3 separate regions of the Mus musculus genome follow, and all the other regions are linked to region 2. A link is a contact called in public HiChIP or PLAC-seq data. All regions are on one chromosome and are shown on one strand. The core of a region is the stretch at or near the end of the contact, and the rest is flanking DNA. Distances in the headings are between cores, read along the strand shown. Region 1 has its middle 16 kb from the start of Fbxo27. Region 2 holds the start of Lrfn1 (leucine rich repeat and fibronectin type III domain containing 1). Region 3 has its middle 26 kb from the start of Acp7.

Region 1 (4,478 bases), core at 945-3,444, 230 kb after region 2:
ATGTCTTCAAGAAAGCGAAAGTGGAACCTCCGGGGGGGTTCCGTGGGAAGGGCAGGGAGGAGCCACGCCCCATCTATGTAAATCACACCACAGGGGTGATTCTGACCGGATTTCACAGCCCAAGATGCCATACTCCTTGGAAAAAGGAATTAGGGTCTGTTGGGTTTTCTTTAAAAGCTAGGACTTCACCCTGGGTCAGACCTAAGTTCCCATTTTAATTAAACAGAGAGAGCAAGAGGGAAGCGCAAGGCCGTTGCATGAGGCACTCTGGGTTCAGAAGAGTTCTTGCACGGGCCACCCAAACTTGGGTGATCTTCGTTGGAGTCCGGTCAATAGATCAGGAGGGCTTAGTATTAGTCCAAGGGTGCTGAGATTAAGGGTCACCAGAACTCCTGATGCCCGAGGCTAACACCAAGTTCTTGTCTCATGGGTCCTAGAAATGGAACATGTAAATCAACATAGTCAACAGGCGAGTGCAAAAGTAACGCGGGTTTATTGAATGGCGGGGTTGGGGCGGAGCACAGCGGTGGGAGGATGGGGGATAAGGGGTAGGACATATGGGGGTGAGAGGGTGGAGGGACCAAGACAGAGTTCCAGAGAGCCATAGCAAGGTAATGTAAGACCCCCGAAACTGGGAAGACCTAGGCTCAAGTCCCGGGATGAGCTGCCAGGCAGCTCAAATACTCGAGAGAAAACCACACCTGATGCAAATTGCAAGAGGCTTTATTGTCAGCTAGCTGAGGATGAAGTCCATGCGCTGCACAGGGCAGGGGAGTTCGACCCCTAGCGGTCACAATAGGGAGCTTTTAAAGGAAAAGTGAGGAATTGGGAGGAGTTGGGAAGAGTTTGGCTACGGCTCTTCTCTGGCCGGTGTCCTTGGTAAAATTACAAGGCATGAGGAGTAGGGAGTGAGTTGTAGCTCTTCTTTTGTGGAATTTATCTCCGTGTCCTTGGCACAGGGAGCTAAGCAAGCGCCTGGCTAGGTCTTTTTACAATTATCGCATCTCTGGTTGTAAGGTATAAAAACAAAAAGGCTTTTTGCTGGCTATAAAGAACAAAGAGCTTCTTTCTGGCTGTATTTTTAGAGATCAGGGAATACAAGCTTGGGGACCGTTCAGGGGCTGGAGAAACACTTTAAGTCGGGGCCTCACAGTAACAACTCAGGTTACCCGAGCAGTCCAGTAGGGAACATCACAAAAGTGGATTGCTGTTTCTGACTTTTTGTTTGGTGTTTTAAGGAAGGGTTGTGAGGGGCTGAAGAGATGGCTCAGCGGTTAAGAGCATTGGATGCTCTTCCAAAGGACCCGGGTTCAGTTCCCAGCATCCACATGGCAGCCCACAACTGTCTGTAACTTCAATTCCAGGGGAATCTGACACCCTCACAGAGACAGACAGACAGACAGACAGACAAAACATATCTAGATAAGAGTGTGGAAGAGGAAGAGGGACCAAGTGAATGCCAAGCTGCTCACAGTAGGTTGCCTTGTCTCTATTGTTTTTAGGAAGTCAATGTCCTCAGCTACAACAGTCCAAGGTGAGGTCTCAGGGTGCCATCCTGACTGACTGGTCTCAGGGCCGATCTAATTCCTAGTCGCTACCACTAGGGCCGGCAGAGGGGAGCCAGCAAGGGTGCTGTTGACAGAGACCGAGATAGTCTAGCAACAGATTGCAGAGATAGTTTAGCAACTTGGGGATACGCCACCCCCACCCTGTGCACACCTTCACACAATCCCTTCCTGGCAAAGTCCGACCCAATTCTTCCCCAGCAACTCTTGTGTGACTAATTTGCAACCAATCAGATCTAGTACTAGAGAGCATGAGCCCAGGCAGCCTGAATCAGTTCTAGGTCCATGTATATACTAGGAGAGAAGAGCCTCTACTGATCAGCTCCTGCCTAGACATGACTCATCATGCATACGACCAAAATTATAAGACCTACAATCCGCACCTGGAAAAAAGGCAGGCGTCCTGAGGCAAGAAAAACAAACAAACAAACAAACAAACAAAAACATATTTTTAAACCCCCACCCATGCTACACCCCTAGCAAGCCACACCTCTACAGGTCCCACTAGAGAATTTCTAGATTAAAATCTTTTGCAGCCTGCAATCTTTTCTACATTCTTCACTTCCTTAAACAGGAAACGGAGAACAAAGGCGGTAACTCTTGTAAATGATCTAAACTAGTGTCCGTAACCCAGGTGAGTGGGAGGGGCTGAGCTGGGAGGTGGGCCAAGCGGTTATGGAAACACCGCTTGCTCACCACCTGACACTGCGGGTTCAGCCCTTAATCCCTACTTGTATTCCGTTTACATTTGTTCCCAACATAGGCATATAGAAAGTGAGGAATTCAGCTGGCCAATGTGGCCTTTAATCCCAGCACCGAGGAGGCAGAGGCAGGCAGAACTCTGCAAGTTCAAGGCTAGCCTGGTCTACAGAGTCAATTCCAAGACAGCGAGAACCTCTCCCCACCCCCACCCCCACCCCCAAAAGTGGGGACTTGTTCTGTTCTGGCAGGAATAAATGTATTCTAATGAGACCCTTGCGTCTCTCAGTCTGTCAGACCATTAAAAAACACTGGATCCCAGAGAAATGAACATTTCCTCAGGAGTCTCCTTCTGCAAGAAGGGAAAAGCCCTAGGCAGAGCGGAGCCTTGTCTCCATGGAGAGATTCCACCCCCTTCCAGGAAGAGCCTGAAGCACAGGCAAGGCCGTGTCAGCCCCAGCTGCGCCACACCTTGACGAAGACTGCTCAAAAGCGCAGATCTCTGGCCTCTGTTTAAATTTTAATCTCGCTTCAGGGGCCCCAAAACAGTTTCCCTGGGTCACTTGTCCTTCTCCCAAATGTGGCCACACTGAATAAATCTCCTTTTTCGGCTTTATATTAAGAAAAAGGCAGTGGTGGCGCACGCCTTTAATCCCAGCACTTGGGAGGCAGAGACAGGCGGATTTCTGAGTTCGAGGCCAGCCTGGTCTACAAAGTGAGTTCCAGGACAGTCAGGGCTATACAGAGAAACCCTGTCTCAAAAAACAAAAAAACAAAAACAAAAAAGAAAAGAAAAGAAAAATAATAGAACTTGTTAGGAAGAGGACCGAGGGACAGGGTCCCAAGGACCTGTCGTGGAGTACCAATCCGAGAAGACTGCTTGAGCATGCGTTTAAGCCAATAGAAAATCTTTATTAATGGTCTGGTGACTGCGATGGGTGCTCAGGGTCCCAGTGTGGCCCCAAGTCTTTCTCGAGGTAACCTTTTAAGTACAAAACCCATATCCTGGGTTGATCCGCTTCCGTTAACAACAACAGTTAACCAGAAACAGAATTATTTTTTTAAGTTGCAAATAAAAAAAAAATCATCACACACTGAAATTAACCATACCCAAATCTTTAAAAACTGTTTTCGTTCTAAGAAACACTGAGGACATATTATTTCAGCAACACATATCTGTCAATTATATTATAAAACTTTACTATTTTGCCTCAACTGCTTTCAGTCTTGTTTTCATTTGGTCTCTTTTGAGACCGAGTCTCCTGTGCAGCCTTGGCCTGCCTGGGCTATATATCAGTCATTCTGCCTCCAGCATATGTAGCCATACTCTGTTTGTTTCAGATTGTGGAATTCCTCCACACCTGCTGGACCACGGGCTGATTCAGTGGAACTGGAGAGGTTAAAGTGCTGCAAGCCCAGAACCTAGTTATCTTGACCAAACCTTAACATCCACGGCCATTTATGGCCGTCCACCGTGTGACCTAATGTCTCTGTGGCTGTTAGGTAAAGCTTTTGGAATGTAGCACAGAACACTAGCTCCCACCAACCAAAATGCTAAGACTTCAGAGAGCATCTGAGGCCTGTTGCTAAGATTCCTTACTTATCTGAGCTAGGCTCACCTGATATGTCCACCCAGGTATTTTAGAAGTGTCTGGATATATGGGTTTCCTTTTATAAAACTTCATGGAAGATCCAGGTGGTAGTTTGCCTCCCACCTAGCACTTGGGAGGCAGAAGCAGACAGATCTCTGAGTTTAAAGCCAGCCTGGTCCACACAACCGGTTCCAGGACCACCAGGGCTGCAGAGAGAAACCCTGGCAGGAGAGAACATGGTATTAATGGAAAACCTGTATCTGAATCGATGTTCCCGGCCATGGACACTCCATGAATAAACTGCCTTAGCTCCAGAATAAACTGCCTTTTGTTCAGGTGAGAATTATGGTTTTATATCCACTAGCTGGTTTTTCTGGTTTGTTTTGTTTTTTGAGACAGGGTCTCAAGAAGCCCAAGCTAGCCTAGAACTCCCTTCATTGCCAAGGATAGCCTTGAATCTGTGGTCCTGTTGTCTCCAATCTCCTTAGAGCTGCGGTTATAGGCATACACTACACCATCATGCCCACGTGGTGCTGGAGGATGATCCCAGCCCTTCTTCAATGCTAGGCAAGTATGCTACCATTCCCAGCACCAACAGGGCAGCTCACAACTGTCTGGAAGT
Region 2 (4,430 bases), core at 1,357-3,856:
TTAACCGCTGACCATCTCTCCAGCTCCCTACCCGAACTCAGAGATCAGCCTGCCTCTGCCTCCTGAGTGCTGGGATTAAAGGCAGGAGGCACCATCACCTGGCTTTTCTTTCTTTTTAAAATTATTTTGTCCATGTGAGTGTTTTTCCTGCCTGTGTGTCTGCACACTATGTGCATTTCTGGTGCGTGTGGAGGTCAGAAGAAGATGCTAGATCCCCTGGGACTGGAATTACAGACAATTGTAAGCCACCACACATAGGTGCTGGGACTTGAACCTGGGTGCTCTGCAGTGGCAATCAGCACTCTTAACAAATGAGCCATTTCTGTAGCCCTGGTCTACCAGGTTTATGAGACAGAGTCTCTCACTGGGGCCTACGGCTAGCAGATTAGGCTACATGGGGTGGCCGAAAAGCTCCAGGGATCTACTTGTCTCAGCCTCCACAGAGCCTGGGTTGCTGGAGTGAGCCACCATCCCCCTGTGCTGCACAGCAAGCTCTCCACAGGCTCAGAGATCTCCCCAGTCCTTTTCTCCTGCTGTCTCCTCAGCCCTATACTCCCTTGCTCATGTGGAGATGGTGTCTGGAGAGTGTGGGCAGGCAGTCTGAGAGGGGAGACTAGGAGCATCCCCTGCTGCTCATCTGGGTTTGAATTGGACGATTGTCATCTGCATTGGTGAGCTGTCCTGGGGTTGGGGTGAGGGTCTCCCTATGGGGGGGGGGTCCCTAAGTGGAAAGTGTTTGAGACACTACAGATCTGGGGACTACAGTAAGGTAGATACTGAGAATTTTTCCTTTTTTTTTTTTCCGGTTCTTGCCACTGTGAGTTTTATTTTTTTTTGGGGGGGGGGAGTAAGGGTGGACACGGGAGCAGAGGCACCCAGCGCCACGCCTTGGAAAATTGAGGGAATCAAGGACTTGATTCCCGCTCACAGCCCTGCAGAAGGATGCCAGATCTGTCAAGATCAAGAAGAACAAGGATAATGTGAAGTTCAAGGTTCACTGTAGCCTTTACACCCTGGTGGCCACAGACAAGGAGAAGGCAGAGAAGCTGAAACAGTCCCTGTCCCCAGGTTTGGCAGTGAAGGAGCTGAACTGAACCAGATCTTTGCATTTGACTATTAAAAACTCTGAAAAACTCTATATATTTTGAGGGGAGGCCTTGCTGAGTTTGGGAGTTCATGTGTATGTCAGAAAGTGAAGGAACATGGCCTGAGACACCCAGTGGACTCTGAGAAAAGGGCAGGAGGTAGGCTCTGGGGTAGGAGTTAAACACTGAAGGTCCAAACAAGGAATAAGTAAGGTATTCAGGGATCTACAGGAGTGAGAGTGAGGAAGGGGTTGCAGGGGGCTGAAGGCAGCAGGACTGGTTGCTGGGAGTGAGGGGTGGAGTGGGGGTGGGTGAGGTGGGGGTGGGAAGAAACCTACAGCAAATGGTGGCAGAGGTAAACCAAGGAAGGGGTGCTCTGAAAGGGACAGAGGGAAAGTTCCAAGGTTCCCAAGAGTGTTAAAGGAAGACCTGAGGTATCATTGGAGAAATGAGGAAAGTTTAAGGGTTTCCCATAGGGAGAAGAGATGGTTGGCGTTCCTCAGACATTAGCCATGGCATACAATTGCTACTGGTGGACAGGGAACAGTTTAAAGTCCTTGATGGAGGGAAGACATTGCTGGGGTTGGATCAGTTTTTACTCTGGATGGCTATGAAACATGGCGTGGCTCCTCAGGGTTCACCAGTGAATCAAGCTATGGTAGGCTCTTTATGGACACTGACATATAGTCTGAGTCCTCCCTGGATTTCGGGGTGTGGTCTGTGGACCATCTATCTGAGCCTTGGGTATGATTTAGGATGACTGGGAGGTAGGTTGGTATCTGGATCCCCTGGGATGTTGTGATATGACCTGGGGGGTGCTTCTGGAATTAGAGGTATATGGTTTAGGGTTCCTGACAGGGTGTGCCTCCACCCCTGTCTGAAGTCACGAAAAAGAGTAGAACAGTTCCTGGTTCCAGGTGGCTCTCCAACATGGTCTGGGGCTTCAAAGACCCGCACTCTAAGGATGTGATGGAGAGAGCAGGGGTGTGTGTAGGGGGTCCAAGTAGCCGCTGGGGCGTGGTCTAGGGGACAGGGGTGGGGCCGGGGCGGGGGCTGGACCAGGGCGCTCTGCAGTGGAGAGGGGGTCTGCGGCGACCTGGGAGTGCGTGTGGCCGCCCCACCTCCGGTCCGCGCCCCCTCCCCCCCTTGCGGCGGCGACGCGGAGGGCGGAGCGCGGCGGCGCGCGGGAGGGCGGGCGGGAGGCGGGAGGCGGGCGGGAGGCGGCCCCGCGGCACCGCGCCCCCTCCCCCGACCCTCCCCCCACCATGGCGCGGCGCGAGGCGGCGGCGGCGGTGGGGCCGGGCCCCGGGCCCCCTCCCCCGGGCTGGGTGAGCGTGGCCCACGGCGGCCCCGGGGGCTCTTTGGAGGCGGCGGGCGGGGGCGCGGGGACGAGCGTGCCCGTGTGTCCGCGGCGCTGCGGCGGGGCCCGGCGTGCGCCGGCCCGCGGCCCTGTGTGTGCCGGGCGCCCCGCCGGTGTGGCCATCCGGGCGTGTGCGGGGCCGCGGTCGGCCGTGCGTGTGCATGTGTGCATGTGTGCGTGTGTGCGCGCGTGTGTCCCACACACTCCGGGGCGCCGGATCTGGGGGGCTGTGGCGCGCCCGTCCGAGGGGCTGTGTGCAGGTGTGTGCGGGGGCTGCGCGCCCAGGTGTGCGGGGGGTGGGGGGGCCCAGCGGGCCTTTGCGCGCGTGCGGCTGGCAGCGTTGGGGGTCTGTGTCCGGCTGGGTTGGATGTCCATGCGAGGGGCTGCGGTGCCGGGTGTGTTCGCTCGGGTGTGTGTGTATGTGTATGTCTCTGTGTGTGTCCGTGTGTGTGTTGTGTGCGGTTTGGATGTCTCCAAGGGTGTGTGTGTGTGTGTGTGTGTCTGTGTCAGGTATCCTGCTGGGGTGGGGGCTGAGGCTCAGCGCATAGTGGGGCCAGGTCTCCGAATAGATGGGGGGGGGGGGACTTGGCTGATCCCTCGGTACATGTCAACTGGAGGGGGGGGGTCCTCAGTGATCCTTGGGGGAGACGGCCATGTCTTTCTCCTCTTCTCCGTGGTTGGTTGGGGAGGGGGGATGGGAGGCCGGGAGGTGGACAGATGGAGGAATGAGAGGCCGAGGGATGGACAGATGGGCCCTGGGGTGGGGGCTGAGGGTTGGAGAGTGGAGGGTGGGGTTGAAGACCTGGCCCTTCCCACCCCACCCCACCCTAACTCCCCCACCTGCCGGGCATCTGCAGATAGCGCCCCAGTTGCCTATATCTTGATGGTAAGGCTGGGGAAACTCTGGGGGTTCCTGGTGGCAGAATCTTGTTGGAACCCGGCTTTGGGACTCAACCCCTTCCTGATGGAATCCCACCTGCTGAACTATATGACCTTTGGCCCTGGCTTGTGCCCGATTCTTTTTGGAGAAGGGTGTAACAGGGACTGGAAGGGGTGTTAGAATGTATTTGGCCTGGGAAGTAGGTGGGGCAGGAGAGCCAGGGCCATGAGGGATGGGTAGCAGTGACTGAGTGTGAAGCTAGCTGTTCTGTTGACTGCTCTGGGCTTTGGTATTTTGTGTGCATTTACAAGTGTGTTGGTTCCTCATGGGACTGTGGCCTGAGTGTATCTGCCATGGGTGAGCCTCTTAGAGTGCTTACAAAGTGCCAGTGTGCTTGTTCATGGCTTCCTGCTTTGTCAGTGTGTGTTCGTGCCAGGGGTTCTGTGTACATGTGTGAGGCGTGCACTGACTGTGCACGCGTGTGTCTGTTGGTGCTTTATCTGCTCTATGACTACCCAGTGGGAATATGTGAAGTTGCACGAATGTGTTTAGGTGTGTAAGAGTGTGCACCTATGTATCTTTCATTGTGCAGGTGAGTCTTATATGTGTGAGCCACTGTGTGTTGACAAGTGTGCAAAGGCTATATAGACGTAGCTGTCTGGTTGTCTATTAAGGGGCATGTGGGCTTTTCTGTAGCTGTACATCTGTGAGTGTGCAACGGATAGCCTGTGTGTATGTGTATATGAGTGTTGTATGCAGATATGCCAGCCTTGAGGGTGTGTGTCTATCTTGGGAGTCCTTTCCTACTTTAGTCTCTGGGGACCAGGTTCTGTATGTTTAGGCCTGTATCTCTGCAAGATACATGTGTACCTGTGCCTTGGGCACAAGATTGACCCTAATTCTGGGTCTAGTGAGTGTGATCTGTAGCACACCAAGGCGTAGTGTGTGGTCCTGGAACACAAATGTGACTGTCTCCTGGGCTCAGTGTCCTGAAGGGTATGGAGCACCCAGACTGGGCTGGTGTTCCCTGGGCGAGCTCGGGTTCGGACTCACATAGATCGGGATGGATCCCCCAGTGTAAATGTGGACAGAAAGGAGATGGTAG
Region 3 (4,654 bases), core at 660-3,159, 200 kb after region 2:
TTTAAAAAAGATTTATTTTATTGGGTTTTGTTTATTTGGTTGTGGGTTTCTTTTTGGGTTGGTTTTGTTTTGTTTAAGATTCTTCCATGCCTGGCAGTAGTGATGCACACTTTTAATCCCAGCACTTGGCAGGAAGCAGAGGCAAGTAGATCTCTGTGAGCTCGAGGCCAGCCTGGTCTACACAGTGAAGACCAGAACAGCCAGGGCTACACAGAGAAACCCTGTCTCAAAAATAAAATTCGTCCACTTTTATTTCAAGCATATGGGTGTTTTGGCTGCATGTATGTAAGTGTACCACATGTCTGCAGGTGCTGGGAAATCCAGCAGAGACATCAGATCCCGTGGAGCTGGAGGTACCGGCGGTTGTGAGCCCCCATGTGGGTGCTGGGAACCAAACCTAGGTCCTTTGCAAGAGCAGCCAGTGCTCTTAATTGCTCTCAATTTTAAAATATATGCATTTGTTGTTTAGTTTTGTTTTGAAACAAACTCTCACTATGTAGCCTTGGCTGACCTGGAAATCATTAAGTAGACCAAGTTGGCCTTGAACTCATAAAGACTGGCCTGCCTCTGCCTCCTGAATGCTGGGATTAATCTCTTCTTTTTAGACAGGACCTCATTATGTATCCCAGGCTGGCTTGGAACTTGAGATCTTTGTCCCAAATGGACTCCTCTGACATGTAAGATAGATGGATAGATAGATGGATAGATGGATGAATAGATAGATAGATAGATAGATCAGACAGACAGATAGGAGATAGACATACCGTACCAGTTCTGCTCCTCTAGAGAACCCTAATGCAGGGAGGATCACAAGTTTGAAGTCAGCCTGGACTACAGAGATCTAAAAACACCCAGACAGGTGCTGGTGAGGCGCTTCAGCTCAGCAACCTGAGTTTAAACCCCAGGGCCCACAAGGTAAAAGAAGAGAACCAACTCTTGCAAGTTGTCCTCTACATCGGCATCTGGGTGCCACGGCACATGAGGCACTAACCAGCTACAGCCTGCACACAAAGCAGTGACTACAGTTGTCATCGTGCTTACCTGTCAGTTCCGTTGTGAAAGGGTTGTTTTTGTGTGTACATGAGTGTGTGCTGCTGGAATTGGAGCCGGGGGCTTCCTGCATACTAGGCAGGGGCTCTACCACTGAGCCACGCCCCCAGCCCCTCACTGGGGGATTCTAGGCAGGGGCTCTACCACTGAGCCACGCCCCCAGCCCATCACTGGGGGATTCCAGGCAGGGGCTCTACCACTGAGCCACGCCCCCAGCCCCTCACTAGTACATTTTAGATATAAGTGCCCTACAGCTGAGCCATGCTCCCATCCCTTAGTTTCATTGTTACCACTGTTAAGTCTCTCTCTCTCTCTCTCTCTCTCTCTCTCTCTCTGTGTGTGTGTGTGTGTGTGTGTGTGTGTGTGTGTGTGGTCACTGAGTCTCTTCAGGTTTCGCTTTTCTCCACAGTCTCTTTTGGAGACAAGGAAGTTGCTGTGTATCTCAGGCTATCCTCCTTAAACTCATTGAAATCCACTTCATCAGCCTGCCAAGTGTTGGAAATTGCAGGCATAGGTTAATCCACGGGGTCCTGAGGCTCTCTGTCAAGGCAAAGGGTTCTCAAAGCAGGGAGCAAACACTCTCAGGGTCCATACATGAAATCAATGGATTGAGTATTGGGGAGTCAATTTCAGTGGGGATCCAGTGTTACAGAAAACCTTATGAGAAAGCCAGAGGAATGCCCAACAATGACTCCCAGTCCTCAGTTTGGAGCAGAGAGTGGAGGATGTCCCATATCCCTTCAGCTATTTTCTCACTGAGCATGAGTGGCCCAGGAATTGGCAACTCCGTTCTAGCCAATGGAATCCATCAGAACCATTCTGGAGGGCCAGGCAGTGCAAGGAGCAGAAGAATGGTGGGTGTGTGGCCTGGAGCGCATCTAGTTAGCAGAGCAGAGGACAAAGGCAACATGGGACACCTGCTGTCCGGGTGCCTGCCACACCCTCATTCTTTGGGATGTGTGGATTGATTGATGGCCTTAACTGAGGGAAGGAGACAATAAGATAATGGGCAGCTGGCAGTGATAGCATCTCTTATTGGGAAATACCCGGGGTTTTAATCACAGGGCCCTAATTTTTTATTTTCATTTATATATTTTTAGGTTTATCCTATTTTTATCTATAAGTGTGCATGTGTTCTATGCCACAAGTGTGAATTCAGGCTTAACTTCTCCAGCCTCTATTTGTTTTTGTTTGTTTTTTGGTTTGGTTTTTTGAGACAGGGTTTCTCTGTGTAGCCCTGGCTGTCCTGGAACTCGCTTTGTAGACCAGGCTGGCCTCGAACTCAAAAATCCAACCACCTCTGCCTCCCAAGTGTTGGAATTAAAGGCCTGTGCCACCATGCCTGGCTTGTTTTTGTTATTGTTGTTATGACAGGATCTCACTGTAGCTCTTGGCTGCCTGGAAATCCCTAGATCAAACTGGCTGTGAACTCACAGAGATCCACCTGCCTCTGTCCTCTCTAGTGCTGGGATTAAAGGCATGTGCCATTCCCCACCCCAGCAATTTTTCTAATCTTTTGAGACAAAGTATCATTCTACACCCAGGCGGGCCTCAAACTTCCGGGATCTGCCGGCCTCCGCTTCCCACACGCTGGGATTACAGGTGTGTGCCATTGTCTCCAACTTGTTTTGTTTTATTTTTTCTTATTACTATGTAGCCAAGGCTCTCTTCAAAGTCACTGGGTAGCCTATGCCGGTCTTGAACTCACACTTCTGCCTCAGTCTCCCAAGGGCTTGGATTACAGGCATGCTCGCTATGACCTTTGATTGTAGGGTCTTGGAGAATAGCGCTGACCCACAGTAAAGATTTTTGGCTCCTTCTCTGTATTAGCCTGTGTATTGGCTAGTTTTTGTGTCAACTTGACACAGCTGGAGTTATCACAGAGAAAGGAGCTTCAGTTGAGGAAATGCCTCCATGAGATCCAACTGTAAGGCATTTTCTCAATTAGTGATCAAGGGGGCAAGGCCCCTTGTGGGTGGGACCATCTCTGGGCTGGTTGTCTTGGGTTCTATAAGAGAGCAGGCTGAGTAAGCCAGTAAAGAACATCCCTCCATGGCCTCTGCATCAGCTCCTGCTTTCTGACCTGCTTGAGTTCCAGTCCTGCATCCTTTGGTGATCAACAGCAGTATGGAAATGTAAGCCGAATAAACCCTTTCCTCCCCAACTTGCTTCTTGGTCATGATGTTTGTGCAGGAGTAGAAACCCTGACTAAGACAAATTGGTACCAGCAGAGTGGGATATTCCTGTGACAACCTGACCATGTTCTGGGGAGGACTGTGGAAGGACTTTGGAACTTTGGGCTTGAAGATCCATCCATTGTTAAGAGCTCTGTCAGATGTTGTGTAGGAGCTTGGAAGATAATGTTGAGAACACTGCAGAAGATGGAGGTCTGGTTTGTGAAATTTCAGAGGGAAAATTAAAGACTCTTTTCAGGGCCATTGCTGTTTTGATTGTGAAGATTCTGTAGTTCTGGTTAGCTGGGGCTGAAGAATCAGCTGTGATTAACAAGATACCAGAACTACTAAAGCAAAAACTTTGCATTACTGGGACTATTGATGCTGGTTAGCTGGAGCTAAGAAATTAGCGGTGATTAAGAAGAGACCAGCATCATTGAGGTGACATCTTCTGGGAAGTGTTTTCTGAGAGCACAGTGGCTGCGTTCCAGATATAGCCAAAGTTGTACCTTGTGCTCTGGCTGGACTTGGTAACGTGTAAGGGTCACCCAGGTGGTACTGGTTTTGAAGGCATGAAGGAGTTGAGCAGAGCAGCTGAGACTTAGCACTGTGAGAGGCCATGGAAGGCCATTGGTGAAAGTGCAGCCTCAGTTGCAATTGATGGCCTAGGACTGAAGGGGTCATGCAGTGTTTTGGAGATGCCAGTACCATGAGATGACCACCAAGAGCAGCAGCAGCAGTGGAGTAGAGGCATCTGGAGCCTAAAGGATGACGCGTGTGCTACAAAGGGCATGGCTGGAGAAGTGACCCAAGCCCTTGGAGGAGCCCAGAAGATCGTGAGTTGGATCCCAGACATTGGACGGTTGGAGATTGATTTTTGCTTTTGATTGTGACTGTGCCCTGATATTTTCCCTCTTGAAGGAAGAAACTGTTTTAGTGATGCCCACAGTTAAGAGACTTTTAATTTAAAAAGACTTTGGATTTTTAAAAGAGATGGATATTTTAAAGAGATTGAAATTTTAAGAATATGTAAAGACTGTGGGACATTTAAAGTTATTTAGACCTTGGGGATGAATAAGAATGTAAGGGTTGAGGCTTACTAGTGATGTGTTTGTGTGTCAAGTTGACAAGGGGTCAGTTGTATTGGCTAGTTTTTGTGTCAACTTGACACAGCTGGAGTTATCACAGAGAAAGGAGCTTCAGTTGAGGAAATGCCTCCATGAGATCCAACTGTAAGGCATTTTCTCAATTAGTGATCAAGGGGGCAAGGCCCCTTGTGGGTGGGACCATCTCTGGGCTGGTTGTCTTGGGTTCTATAAGAGAGCAGGCTGAGTAAGCCAGTAAAGAACATCCCTCCATGGCCTCTGCATCAGCTCCTGCTTTCTGACCTGCTTGAGTTCCAGTCCTGCATCCTTTGGTGATCAACAGCA

The links. HiChIP or PLAC-seq counts read pairs in DNA pulled down with a chosen protein or histone mark.
Region 1: a contact with region 2 is called in an H3K27ac HiChIP or PLAC-seq map of embryonic stem cells, with 8 read pairs. The contact joins the enhancer-like site here to the promoter of Lrfn1 in region 2. A contact is called at or near these places in 7 of 39 promoter capture datasets (the 3T3-L1 cell line, embryonic stem cells, epiblast stem cells and 4 more), 2 of 484 Hi-C or Micro-C datasets (bone marrow-derived macrophages and nephron progenitors), 10 of 115 datasets of contacts at active chromatin or transcription factors (bone marrow-derived macrophages, effector CD8 T cells, embryonic forebrain and 3 more) and 3 of 9 other capture datasets (adipose tissue, embryonic stem cells and liver).
Region 3: an H3K27ac HiChIP or PLAC-seq map of embryonic stem cells shows a contact between it and region 2, with 5 read pairs. The contact joins the enhancer-like site here to the promoter of Lrfn1 in region 2. A contact is called at or near these places in 12 of 39 promoter capture datasets (the 3T3-L1 cell line, embryonic stem cells, epiblast stem cells and 5 more), 2 of 484 Hi-C or Micro-C datasets (embryonic stem cells and nephron progenitors), 10 of 115 datasets of contacts at active chromatin or transcription factors (bone marrow-derived macrophages, effector CD8 T cells, embryonic stem cells and 1 more) and 4 of 9 other capture datasets (adipose tissue, embryonic stem cells, liver and 1 more).

What each region holds. Positions count from the first base shown.
Region 1 is chr7:28,675,142-28,679,619 of GRCm38.p6, forward strand. No RefSeq gene overlaps it. Among named protein-coding and RNA genes, the nearest start is that of Fbxo27, 16 kb to the right of the region's middle. Within about 2 kb of position 2,195, at least 44 of the 459 cell types and tissues checked have an H3K27ac peak or open chromatin away from gene starts, as enhancers often do. A contact at or near this core is called in effector CD8 T cells, embryonic stem cells and trophoblast stem cells, where this site is marked.
Region 2 is chr7:28,449,632-28,454,061 of GRCm38.p6, forward strand. Lrfn1 (leucine rich repeat and fibronectin type III domain containing 1) reads left to right here and starts at 2,607. Exons shown (of 5, transcript NM_001141921.1): 1 at 2,607-2,705.
Region 3 is chr7:28,654,677-28,659,330 of GRCm38.p6, forward strand. No RefSeq gene overlaps it. Among named protein-coding and RNA genes, the nearest start is that of Acp7, 26 kb to the left of the region's middle. Within about 2 kb of position 1,910, at least 9 of the 459 cell types and tissues checked have an H3K27ac peak or open chromatin away from gene starts, as enhancers often do. A contact at or near this core is called in embryonic stem cells, where this site is marked.